2 separate regions of the Mus musculus genome follow, and region 1 is linked to region 2. Evidence: chromatin contacts called from public Hi-C data. All regions are on one chromosome and are shown on one strand. Each heading gives the region's core, a stretch centred on a gene start, on an enhancer-like site or on the middle of the called end of the contact. The rest is flanking DNA. Distances are from core to core; before and after follow the strand shown.

What was found. Hi-C and Micro-C count contacts between places; a contact is called where the count stands out from the background.
Region 1: a contact with region 2 is called in a Hi-C map of DN3 thymocytes, with 2.0 times the contacts expected there. The contact joins two enhancer-like sites. A contact is called at or near these places in 13 of 484 Hi-C or Micro-C datasets (the C2C12 cell line, DN3 thymocytes, Th1 cells and 8 more) and 3 of 115 datasets of contacts at active chromatin or transcription factors (CD8 T cells, T-cell acute lymphoblastic leukemia and forebrain).

The regions. Positions count from the first base shown.
Region 1 is chr14:69,133,071-69,138,107 of GRCm38.p6, forward strand. No RefSeq gene overlaps it. Among named protein-coding and RNA genes, the nearest start is that of Nkx2-6, 36 kb to the right of the region's middle. Within about 2 kb of position 2,996, at least 43 of the 459 cell types and tissues checked have an H3K27ac peak or open chromatin away from gene starts, as enhancers often do. A contact at or near this core is called in DN3 thymocytes, where this site is marked.
Region 2 is chr14:69,050,823-69,056,477 of GRCm38.p6, forward strand. No RefSeq gene overlaps it. Among named protein-coding and RNA genes, the nearest start is that of Gm41192, 23 kb to the left of the region's middle. Within about 2 kb of position 2,284, at least 21 of the 459 cell types and tissues checked have an H3K27ac peak or open chromatin away from gene starts, as enhancers often do. A contact at or near this core is called in DN3 thymocytes, where this site is marked.

The sequences.
Region 1 (5,037 bases), core at 1,746-4,245, 83 kb after region 2:
AATCTTTAAAAAAAATAAAGGGAAAAGCTTGCTGCTTTGGGAACAGGGTCATCAGAAGCAAACTGAGCTTTGAGGCACACTCTGCCGCACCTACTCAGACTGAGTGACCCTCCCTTTCTTCCCCTCTCACCCCTCCATCCTGCCCAGACCCTAAGAAGTTCAGTTTCATTCGCTTTCCCAGCAAGCGTTCTCTTCCCAGCTTGGCATCATCTGCTACAGGAGGCTGTCACCCTGGTGCCCCAGACTGGAGCAATTGCATAAGATTCAACCAGGCTCTCAGAGCTTCACAAAGCCATGCTTCCAAAATACCCTGTGAGTGAGCCCCAAATAATGCATGAAACTGTATCTGGCCTGCTGTGCCCAGCACGCTCACACAGGAGGAGGGGCGGGGCTAGGCAGGACCAGACACCTGATAGTTTCTCACCACTAAAGAATGATTGGAAAAGGGATTAGGATTAAAGGGACAGGGGACAACTCTGGTGGTTTAGACTAGAGTGTGAGCAGCCAAGGGGAGAGCATCGGAAGGGCTAACCCATGGCGCCACACCCCTGCAGTGAACACAAGGGACCCTTCATGGAGACCAGGATCCCTGAGTCACTCTCGCCCATGCTCATTCACCTCAGTCCCTGGGATCATATCTCCTTAGTGGATGAAGTCACCACCAGCCTGCCTATAGCACACAACTCAACAGTGCTGTATCAAGACTGGACAACTATATTCTCCAAATCCAGGCCTCTGTCCATGAGTGGCCACGGCTGTAACAAAGTCACATGTCACATATGCAGGCTAGACTGGGGTGCTAGACACAAGGATAGAAGGTGGTATTCCTGGACAGACCTGAGCCCATGACGAGCTTCTCTGAGCTGCCAAATGTGGTGCTCACCCACAGTACTAGCTACTGAGAGGCTGAAGCAGGAGGATCGCTTGAGCTCAGAAACATGGGGCCAAACAAGGCAAAATAGCCATCTCAGAAAATAAATAAAGGGCTAGAGAGATGACTCTGCATTTAGGATCATTAGCTGCTCTTATAGAGGACCTATATTCATGTCTTCAAGCCCGCATGATAACCTAACAACCGTTTCTAACTCCAGCGCCCTCTTCTGGCCTCTGCAGGAACTGCACACATGTGATGCACAGACATATAGGAAACAAACAAAATATGTAAGGCTCATACACATAAGACTAAAATTTTTAAATTAATAAGCTCTCTTGGTTTTTTTTTCTGTTGGAATTTTCTATGACACTTGAGGGGGGACTCCTTGGGCCGCAGGGTTTGGGAGGTCTGTACTGTCCGTTGCTCTTGTGGTGGTGGTGGTGGTGGGGACTCCTTGGACAACAGGGTTTGGGAGGCCTGTATGTCCATTGCTCTTGATCCTAGCTCATGTGCCAGATGTCCCTGCTACTCTATGCCTATCTCAATCCCCGTCAGCAAACCAGCCTTCACTCCTTCTTCCACCAAGAAAAGGGAGGCCCAGGGGCTACCACATGCCTCTCCTGATCCAAGAAAAAAATAATGCATAAATATTCTACCATATACCAAAATATGAATACAAATTTTTAAATGATGCATAAAAGTAAAAAAGGGGAAACAATTTAAACTCCTCTCCCCCCCCCGCAAAAAGCGCTCTCTGAACCCCCACCCCTAATAAGGACTCTTAGGGCTCTGTCAATATCACTGGAGATCAGCCTGTGGCCAGTACCTTGCTTATTCTCATTTCCTAATCCAGCTTTATCCAGCAGTCACCAAATTGCTTAGAAACTATTCTAGCAATGCTCTGGTGCACCTCTGCTTGGATGCTCTAGGATCATCTACAAGGTCCCAGTTATACTATGAGGTCTACTCTCTGTGTCCCACATCTCTCTGAGTTGTCGTCATTAGGGGATTTTTCCCCCATCCAATATCAATTATCAGTCTCTGGGTCCCCTACCAAATGGGAGGGACTCCTAGGGGGATAGTTAAGCACCTCTTAACCCTGGAACCTAGCTACACATCTGGTTTAGCTACACACCTGGCTTATATTAGATACTTTATAAGTGTTTATTAAGTGAACTGTTAAACTCTGAGCACATATCCCACTAGTCAAACCCTTCCTGAGGAAACCAGAGAAAAGTGGAAGAAAGTAAAGGACATGATTGAAGGTGAACAGAAGGAAGGAAGGAAGGAGGGAGGGAAGGAAGGAAGGAAGGAAGGAAGGAAGGAAGGAAGGAAGGGAGCAAAGAAGGGAGAAAAGGGGGAGGGAAGGGTAGGAGGGAAGGAGGGAGGAGAGATAAAGGGAGGAAGGGAAAGAGGGGAGGGAAAGAGGAAGGAAAGAAGGTGGGAGAAAGGGAGAAGGGAAAGAGGAAGGAAAATGGAGGAAGAAAGGGAGGGAGGGAAAAAGAAGGGAGGGTTATAAGCTCTCCCTTATAAAAGAAGGAAGGGGGAGGAAAAGAGGAAGGAAAGAAGGAAGGGAGAAGGGTGGAAGAAAGGAGGAAGGGAGGGAAGGAAGAGGGGAAAGAGGAAGGACAGAAGCAGAGGAGGGAGAAGAAAGATCAGGGAAGGATGCCCACAGAGCCAGCCCCTGGGGTTCTGCTTCAGCTGATGGGACACACCCCTTCCAGTGCTACCCCATGCCTCCTGGGGTATCTCGGAGAACAGCCAGAGTTCTCCCATGTCATTTCCCAGGTGGGGTCTAGGACAGAGGCACTTGAGACCCATCCTCGCTCGGATTCAAATATCCGAACTGGTCAAGGCCCTCAGGCATCACCAGAGAACTCTGAGGGCTGAGATCCACTGCACAGTCAGTGAGCTCGCAGCAGCTCACCGACAGCTGTGCACTGTTTAGTTTAGTGATTTTATTTTGAAGACAGGGTCTCTTGTTGTTCTTATGGAAAGGAGAGGAGAGGCCAGTGGGGTGGGGGAAGGGGTTGTGAGTGATGACAGTATCCTGGGGGGATAGTGAACATCAGGGGGAAATTACCTTCCTGATGACTCAGAAACAGGAAATGGTGACCCAGAGGCGACACACGAAGGGCAGGCGTGCACATATGCGATGACATCACTTCCCTTTTGTGAGGCATGGAAGTAGAAGAGGGGGGAAAGGCAGCAATCAGAGAGAGGGGCGGAGGAGGGGGTCTTCTGCGTGTCATTGCTCGCATCTCCATCTCACCAGCCCCCATTCCTGCCTTGAAGGAGGGATTTTGCCTATGATACATGACCCATTTCCTCTCTAACCCTCTCAGATTCTGGCTAAAAATACAAGCAGGGTTTGGGGTGAGGGTCCCCAGATGCTCACTCCCTCAGAGCCTAGCACACCAGTGATGGCAATCTGAGCCATCAGCACAAGGAACCTGGCTCCTAAACCCCCTCGAACTGCCTTCCTGCTCCTGGAGCACAGGTGCAGCCCCCCACTGTCTCTTTGGCATCACTAGCAAGGGGTATCACCACTAGGTGGTACCCCTAGCAGCCAGCAGCCTTACACAGAGCAACGGTGTAGAGACTCAAAGGTATGCATCTAAGCATCCAGAACGTCGCCAAGCTCGAGGACAGCAGAGGATCCACTCCAGAGCAAGGTGTACCGTACCTATGCGGTTAGATGAACAACCAGGGGCCAAAAGGCCCTTCTCAATCTTACCACAAAGCGGTGACCAGACTACCATGTGGGCCTGTTCTACCAGGCACTGGGACAACCCAACCCTTCAGTCTTCCACCGCAACAAGGACTTTCTTCATCCACAAGACTTCAACTCTGCATCGAATCCTCTCTGTTTGTACAGCCTTGTCCTCCACCCCTAGGATCCAGCAGGTGTGCGAGTCCCAGCAGAGAACATATGGGGAAGAAATTGTGTGAATCTAACTCAGCATCCCACACACAGCAGCTCGCTCATGGTCTGCTCTCTCCTCGGGAGTCCAGGGTGACACGCACAGCTCAGCTGTAGTGTCTATGACAATGTACAGACCAAGGACAGAGTGTCACAGACACCAGCACAGTCTGCAGAGCCTGACCTGGGCTTTGCCTCCATTTATCTTTGCTGTCTCAGATCTTCTCTAGAAGAGAATAAAACCGAAGCGCCACCCTGCTAAGCCAGTCACTGATGACAGCCACTTGCTTTTTGTGCCACTCAGAACAAGACAGGCATGATGCCCTGAACCCAGTCAGCGGCTTCTTGCTATCCTGGGGCTTCTTCCCAGCAAATCTAACACTCACACTTGAAACAATGCCTATGAGTGAGTGTTCAGAAAGTCACCGAGGAGGGGATGGGGAAGAAAGACATATAACCAGAGTTTTGTCTTTGGAAAGAACTAATGGAACCAAGTGAGTGTGGGAATGCTGTGGCCCTGGGCATCGCGTGGTCCACCTGAATCATATGGTGCTCCCTATACCATCATGCTGTCCTCACCTCTGAAACACCCAACCCTTGGCCTGGTGGTCGAAACATTTCTTACCCAGGCAGAACTATCTACCCAGAACATGTTTGGGGTGGAAGCTGGGGTGGATGCCATGTTCAAGGTGGGTCACTGCAGTGAGGCAGACTCCATAGTCAATTGCAAGAAAGAACAGAATACTTGTTGGTCTAAAGAGAGGTGTTTCTTGGCTGTTACCAAATACTGTCCTAACATTAACTCCTGAGACTAATATCACCATAGAAACTGAGGTTCAGAGAAATGGTAGCATCCTGGACCTCAGCATAAGTCTCTGGCAGGGGCAGGTCTCCCTCCAGCTCTCCCTGATGTCTCTGACCTGCAGGAACAGGGCGTACACAGGTGCTGCAAACCACCCATCTCAATGGAATCTGACCAGCTAGGATGGAGCTCAGGGATAGGGCTCTTTTTGAGAATGTACAAGGCCCAGAGCCTCAAAAGAGAAAGAAAATATCTCTCTCCAGTGTTTCCCATAATTAGATCAGAACCTGAAACACTGGGTACTCGTTCTTTTTTTTAAATATTGATTGATTGATTGATTGATTGATTGATTGATTGAATGAATGTATAATAATACACTGTTTCTCTCTTCAGACACACCAGAAAAAGGCATCAGTGCTCTTAACCACTGAGCCACCT
Region 2 (5,655 bases), core at 1,034-3,533:
GAAGATGGAGGTCTGGCTTGTGAAATTTCAGAGGGAAAACTAAAGACTTTTCAGGGCCATTACTATTTTGATTGGGAAGATTCTGTGGTTCTGGTTAGCTGGGGCTGAAGAATCAGCTGTGATTAACAAGATACAAGAACTACTAAAGTGAAACTTTTACATTACTGGGACTATTGATGCTGGTTAGCTGGAGCTAAGAAGTTAGCAATGATTAAGAAGAGACCAGCATTATTGAGGTGATATCTTCTGGGAAGTGCTTTCTGAGAGCACAAAGAGGCTGTGTTCCAGAGATAGCCAAAGTTGTACCTCGTACAGCAGCAGGACTTGGTAATGTATAAGAGTCACCCAGGTGGTACTGGTTTTGAAGGCATGAAGAGGTCATACAGAGAATCTGAGGCTTGGCTCTGTGATAGGCCATGGAAGGCCATTGGGGAAGGTTCAGCCTCAGTTGCAATTGATGGCCCAGGACAGAAGGGGTCATGCAAAGGAGTTGAAGCTTGGCACAATGAAGAGAGCCTATGAGAAGCTGTTGGTGAAGCCTAGTTACAGAGGAAGACAGCAGTGTTTTGGAGATGCCAGTACCATGAGATGACCACCAAGAACAATAGCAGCAGTGGAGTATAGGCAGCTGGAGCCTAGAAGACAACATGTGTGCTACAAAGGGCAAGTCTAGAGAAGTGACCCAAGCCCTTGGAGGAGCCCAGAAGATTGTGAGTTGAATCCCAGACATTGGACAGTTGGAGTTTGATTTTGCTTTTCATTGTGACTGTGCCCTGATACTTTTCCCTCTTGAAGGAAGTATTTTAGTAGAAACCACAGTTAAGAGACTTTTATTTGTAAGGACTTTGGATTTTAAGAGAGTTGAAATTTGAAGAATTTGCAAAGACTGTGGGACTTTTAAAGTTATTTAGATCTTGGGGATAAATAAGAAACTAAGGGTTGAGGCTTACTAGTGATGTGTTTGTGTGTCAAGTTGACAAGGGTTCAATTGTACTGGCTAGTTTTGTGTGTCAACTTGACACAGCTGGAGTTATCATAAAGAAAGGAGCTTCAGTTGGGGAAATGCCTCCATGAGATCTAGCTGTAAGGCATTTTTTTCAATTAGTGTCCAAGGGGGAAGGTCCCCTTGTGGGTGGTGCCATCTCTGGGCTGGCATTCTTGGTTCTATAAGAGAGCAGGCTGAGCAAGCCAGTAAAGAACATCCCTCCATAGCCTCTGCATCAGTTCCTGACCTGTTTGAGTACCAGTCCTGACTTCCTTTGGTGATGAACAGCAATGTGGAAGAGTAAGCTGAATAAACCCTTTCTTCCCCATCTTGCTTCTTGGTCATGATGTTTGTGCAGGAATAGAAACCCTGACTAAGACAAACCCATTCTTGGGGCCCTGATCTTCTCTCTCTCTCTCTCTCTCTCTCTCTCTCTCTCTCTCTCCCTCCCTCCCTCCCTCCCTCCCTCCCTCCCTCCCTCCCCCAGGCCCAACCCAATGACCAAAGTGACCATCTTCTGCCTAGCAATTTCTGCCTGTTCCCAAAAGCCTAGAGAAACAATAACTGGCCAGTTGATGATGAAAGGCATGCCTGTGCTCCCCACCCCACCCCACCCCAATCTGCTAACTAATGAGCTACCATCATGCACCAATGAATTGCAGTTACTGGCTAGGTCAGACCCTAAAGGGGAATAGCAGGCCTACAGGAGAAAGTTCACAGAAACCAAGAGGGGGGGGGGGGGGGGTAATGACAGGCCATCGGGAACACAAACAGGAGCTATCGGTACTAAATCCAGGACATCTGGTTTCAGAGGGTACCCGAAACCAGTGTGAAGAGGGATGAAGAAGGAACTGGAAACCCTGTCCTGTGTCCTAAATGCTGGGCTGTGAAGTCATCATATCCAGGGACTTCTCACACATTTCCCTGTCCCCTCCACCATTCAGGAATGTTCTATCCCTAACACTAAGAGTTAGCCCTGAGCTCAGAGCCCTGCTCCAAGGCTCCTCCCAGCGACTCTGCACCTTGCCTTTCCTGCTGGAGCCTGCTCTGCCAGCACACGCCCACCCATGGCCTGGGGCTTTTGAGCAGAAGAGCTAATGTGCACAATCCTCCTCTCCAACCTCTCTTGAACTCCCTGACCCTTTTCTGCAAACCCTGGTGGACACCAAAGGCCAATTCTTTTCACCCTCGGGGGTTGGGGTTGGGGGTACACCCTCCCATCAGCGTCCTACCCCTTCCCACTTCTTCTGGAAGAGCAATGCATTATGTAACATTAACTGGGTTTTCTGAAGCTTGTCTGAACAACAGCCTGGGTACACTCAGATAGTGGAAGTGATCTCCCAGTAAAATAAATTCATGGGGCCACTTAACAGAGTAGCTGCAGGGGCCTGGCAGGGAGCCGGCACCTCCTGCTGCCAGGAGCAAGTTTCTCTTTAATCTCCCTTCTGTATCACTTTCTTTTCATTTCGGGTTGCTGCTCCCAGGGTTTCTGAAACAGGTGACTCCAGCCATGCTAATAAAGCGAGGTGTGATAGCATCTCCTATGACTTCAGATGTCAAGCTGAAGAGAAGAGGAGAAAACACTTCTAAATGACCACATCCTCTTAGTAACATTCCAGGGGAGAGACTGCTTATCTTGATTTTAATTTCTCAGGCTCCTTTCATCTCTCCCTCTAAAAACATAGCTCAGAGAAAGATCGCCCAGGAAGAACTTATCAGAAAGACACTGCTAGCATTTAGTGGTTCTCAACCCCGGAGCACAGGGAGATTAACGGGAAGGATTGCAGGGTGGGGGAGGGGTGACAATAGAGCCAAATGGGAGTACACACTAGACTTTGTTAGTGTAGCCACCGGTTATGAAGACGAGCTTGAATGAATTCGAATTTTTAAAGTAATATGGGTAAAGTTCGCCCTCAGGTTCACCTCAAGGTTCCCTCTGAAGCAGGGTAATCGTGTGAAATGTATGTGTGAAATGGACCAGGGCAGAGTGTTTAGCTAACCTATGAAATTCCATTGTTTCAGTCTCCTAAGAAGCATTGGTTAAATGTCTTTTCTCCATCATGAAGATACTTCATTTTACATAAAAGTCAGAGATCCAGAGCCCTCAGTGTTGGCCAGGGCTGAACAGTATGTATGGTTCAGGAATGGTCTCTGGCAGTTCCTACCCATCACTCCAGCATCTTTCCTAACCATGTTTCGCAACCAGAATCCCTGTTGGTTTTGATGACTGTGGAGTCTGGGACCGATTTTAGGCAAGGTATTTCCAGAAGACAGCGTGAACATAGGTGGACAAATAGAAGTTGGCCTCTGAATGGTCCATACTAGTAAAAAATTCAAAGTCCCAGCCATTCAGAACTAGATCCACACGCTGATCCAAGGCCAGTAGAGTTTTCAGTCACTAAAGGGAAAAGAAAAAGTCTTCTAGATCAAATGTCAAGAGTTCAAATACCTGAGTCTGAGGCTAGAAGGTAGACCAGGTCCGATGATGTCATCTTGTTAGCAGAGGTTCTAGCCTCCAGATGGAAATTCCCCACTATACAGGTCAGAGCCAGAGACAAAGCAGCTGACCCCTAAATGTAGAATGAGCCATGGTCAGTGGTGAGGAGAACATGGTATAGGTGGCAGGCACTTTCAAAGAAGCACCTTGAGATAAGAGAAGATTCCACGGGTTTTGAGCTAAGAAATATGCAGATGTGCATTTGATTAACTGGAATGAATGGGCGAAGAGGACCCAGGGCTTCTTGCAACATTAGGAGTCATGGTGAACCCAGTTGTTGCTCAACAGAGTTGTTTGTAGCTATGTCTCCCTTTCATACACAAAGCCATGGAGTACTGAATCCATCATCATGGGGGAGGGCCCACTTGACATCCCCACACCACTCTTGAACATGTGTGAAGATAACTCACAGCTCAGTGTGCAAGCTCTGAAATCCAGATGCTCAGCCCCTGCCCTAGGGGACTTGCACATCTGTAGAATGAAACATGTTGCTTTGAGAAATTGGCCAATCAAGAGAGTAGAACAGAAATGAGGGCCTTTTCCTCTCTCTGTCTCCTGTCTACCTATATAAGCCAGCATTGCCAACAGCAAGAACTGTTGTAAAATCAGTCTATTGACTAAACAGCTGTCAGGGCCCCTGTGTTAGATGCTTTCAGCTGTGCAAAGAGCCCCAAGAGCACTGAGAAGTAAATTGTGTCATGCTTGTTTTCCAAATCAGAAAATCAGGGTTCAGAGAAGTTAAGCTTACATCTTGTAAACGTCAGAGCCCATTCATGCTTTGAGTTCATTTCTGCTCAACTTTGAAATCATTTTTCCTATGACACTATGTCATAGGCCTTGTTTCTGGCTCTATGGTCCCTGCCCCATCTCTCTCCACTTTCATCATTACTCAGTTCTGCTCCGACCTCCAAGAGGAAGCGTCCTAGGAAGCACACACTTCTGTTTTATCTTCCGACAAGGAAACAAAGGTTGGCACCAAGACCTATCATTCAGGTCAGAGATGGCTTCTGGTCAGGGTACCAGAAATGGAGACAGGAATAGGAATAGTTAAGTTGCCCAAAGAAAACTGGACCTTTTCTTAGTTATTTTTCTATTGCTGTGATAAAACACCATCACTGGAGCTGGAGAGATGGCTCAATGGGTTAAAACACTTGCTGCTCATGCAGAGGACCCAAGTTCAATTCTCAGGATCTATATGGTGGCTTACAACCATCTGTAACTCCAGTTCCAAAAAAGCCAATGCCTTTTTCTGATCCAGTGGTTCTCAACCTTCCTAATGCTATGACACTGTAATATAGTTTCTCATGTTGTGATGACTACCAACCATAAAATTATTTTTGTTGCTACTTCATAACCGTAAGTTTGCTACTATTGTAAATGATAATGTAAGCATCTGCATTTTCTGATGGTCTTAGGCAACCCTGTGAAAGGCTCATTCAACTCTCAAAAGGGATCCATCACACACCACAGGTTGGGAATTGCTGTTCTGACCTTTGAGGGCACCAATTATGCATGTGTGCAAAATATTTATACGAATGATACAAAAATAAATGAATCTGCTGGGCGTGGTGGCACAAGCCTTTAATCCCAGTACTTGGGAGGCAGAGGCAGGTGGATTTCTGAGTTCGAGGCCAGCCTGGCCTACAAAGTGAGTTCCAGGACAGCCAGGGCTACACAGAGAAATCCTGTCTTGAAAAAACAATAAATAAATAAATAAATAAATAAATCTTAAAAAATTAAAAACACCATGACCAAAGCAACTTATAGAAGGAAGGGATTATTTGGAGACCCATGGTTCTAGAAGAAATAAGAGCCCATGACCATCATGGCAGGGAGCATGGCAAAAGGCAATTAAGAATGACCCTGGAGCAGCAGTTGAGAGCTCACATCTCAAACCAGAAGCAGGAAGCAAGAGCTTGGAGCTTTTGAAACCTCGAAGCTGGCTCTCTGTGACATGCTTCCTGCAGCAACGCCACACCTACTGATCTTACCCAAACAGCCACCAACTGGAGACTGAGTATTCAAATGTCCAAAACTTATAAGGGACAACTCATTCAAACCACAAGGCTAGTCCCAAGACTAGCCAGCAAGCAAGAACAGAAAAGACAATGTACACTTGACAGAAAATGTTTGGCTAAAAGAGTCTATAGGTCAATACAGGAGTTGAGATGGC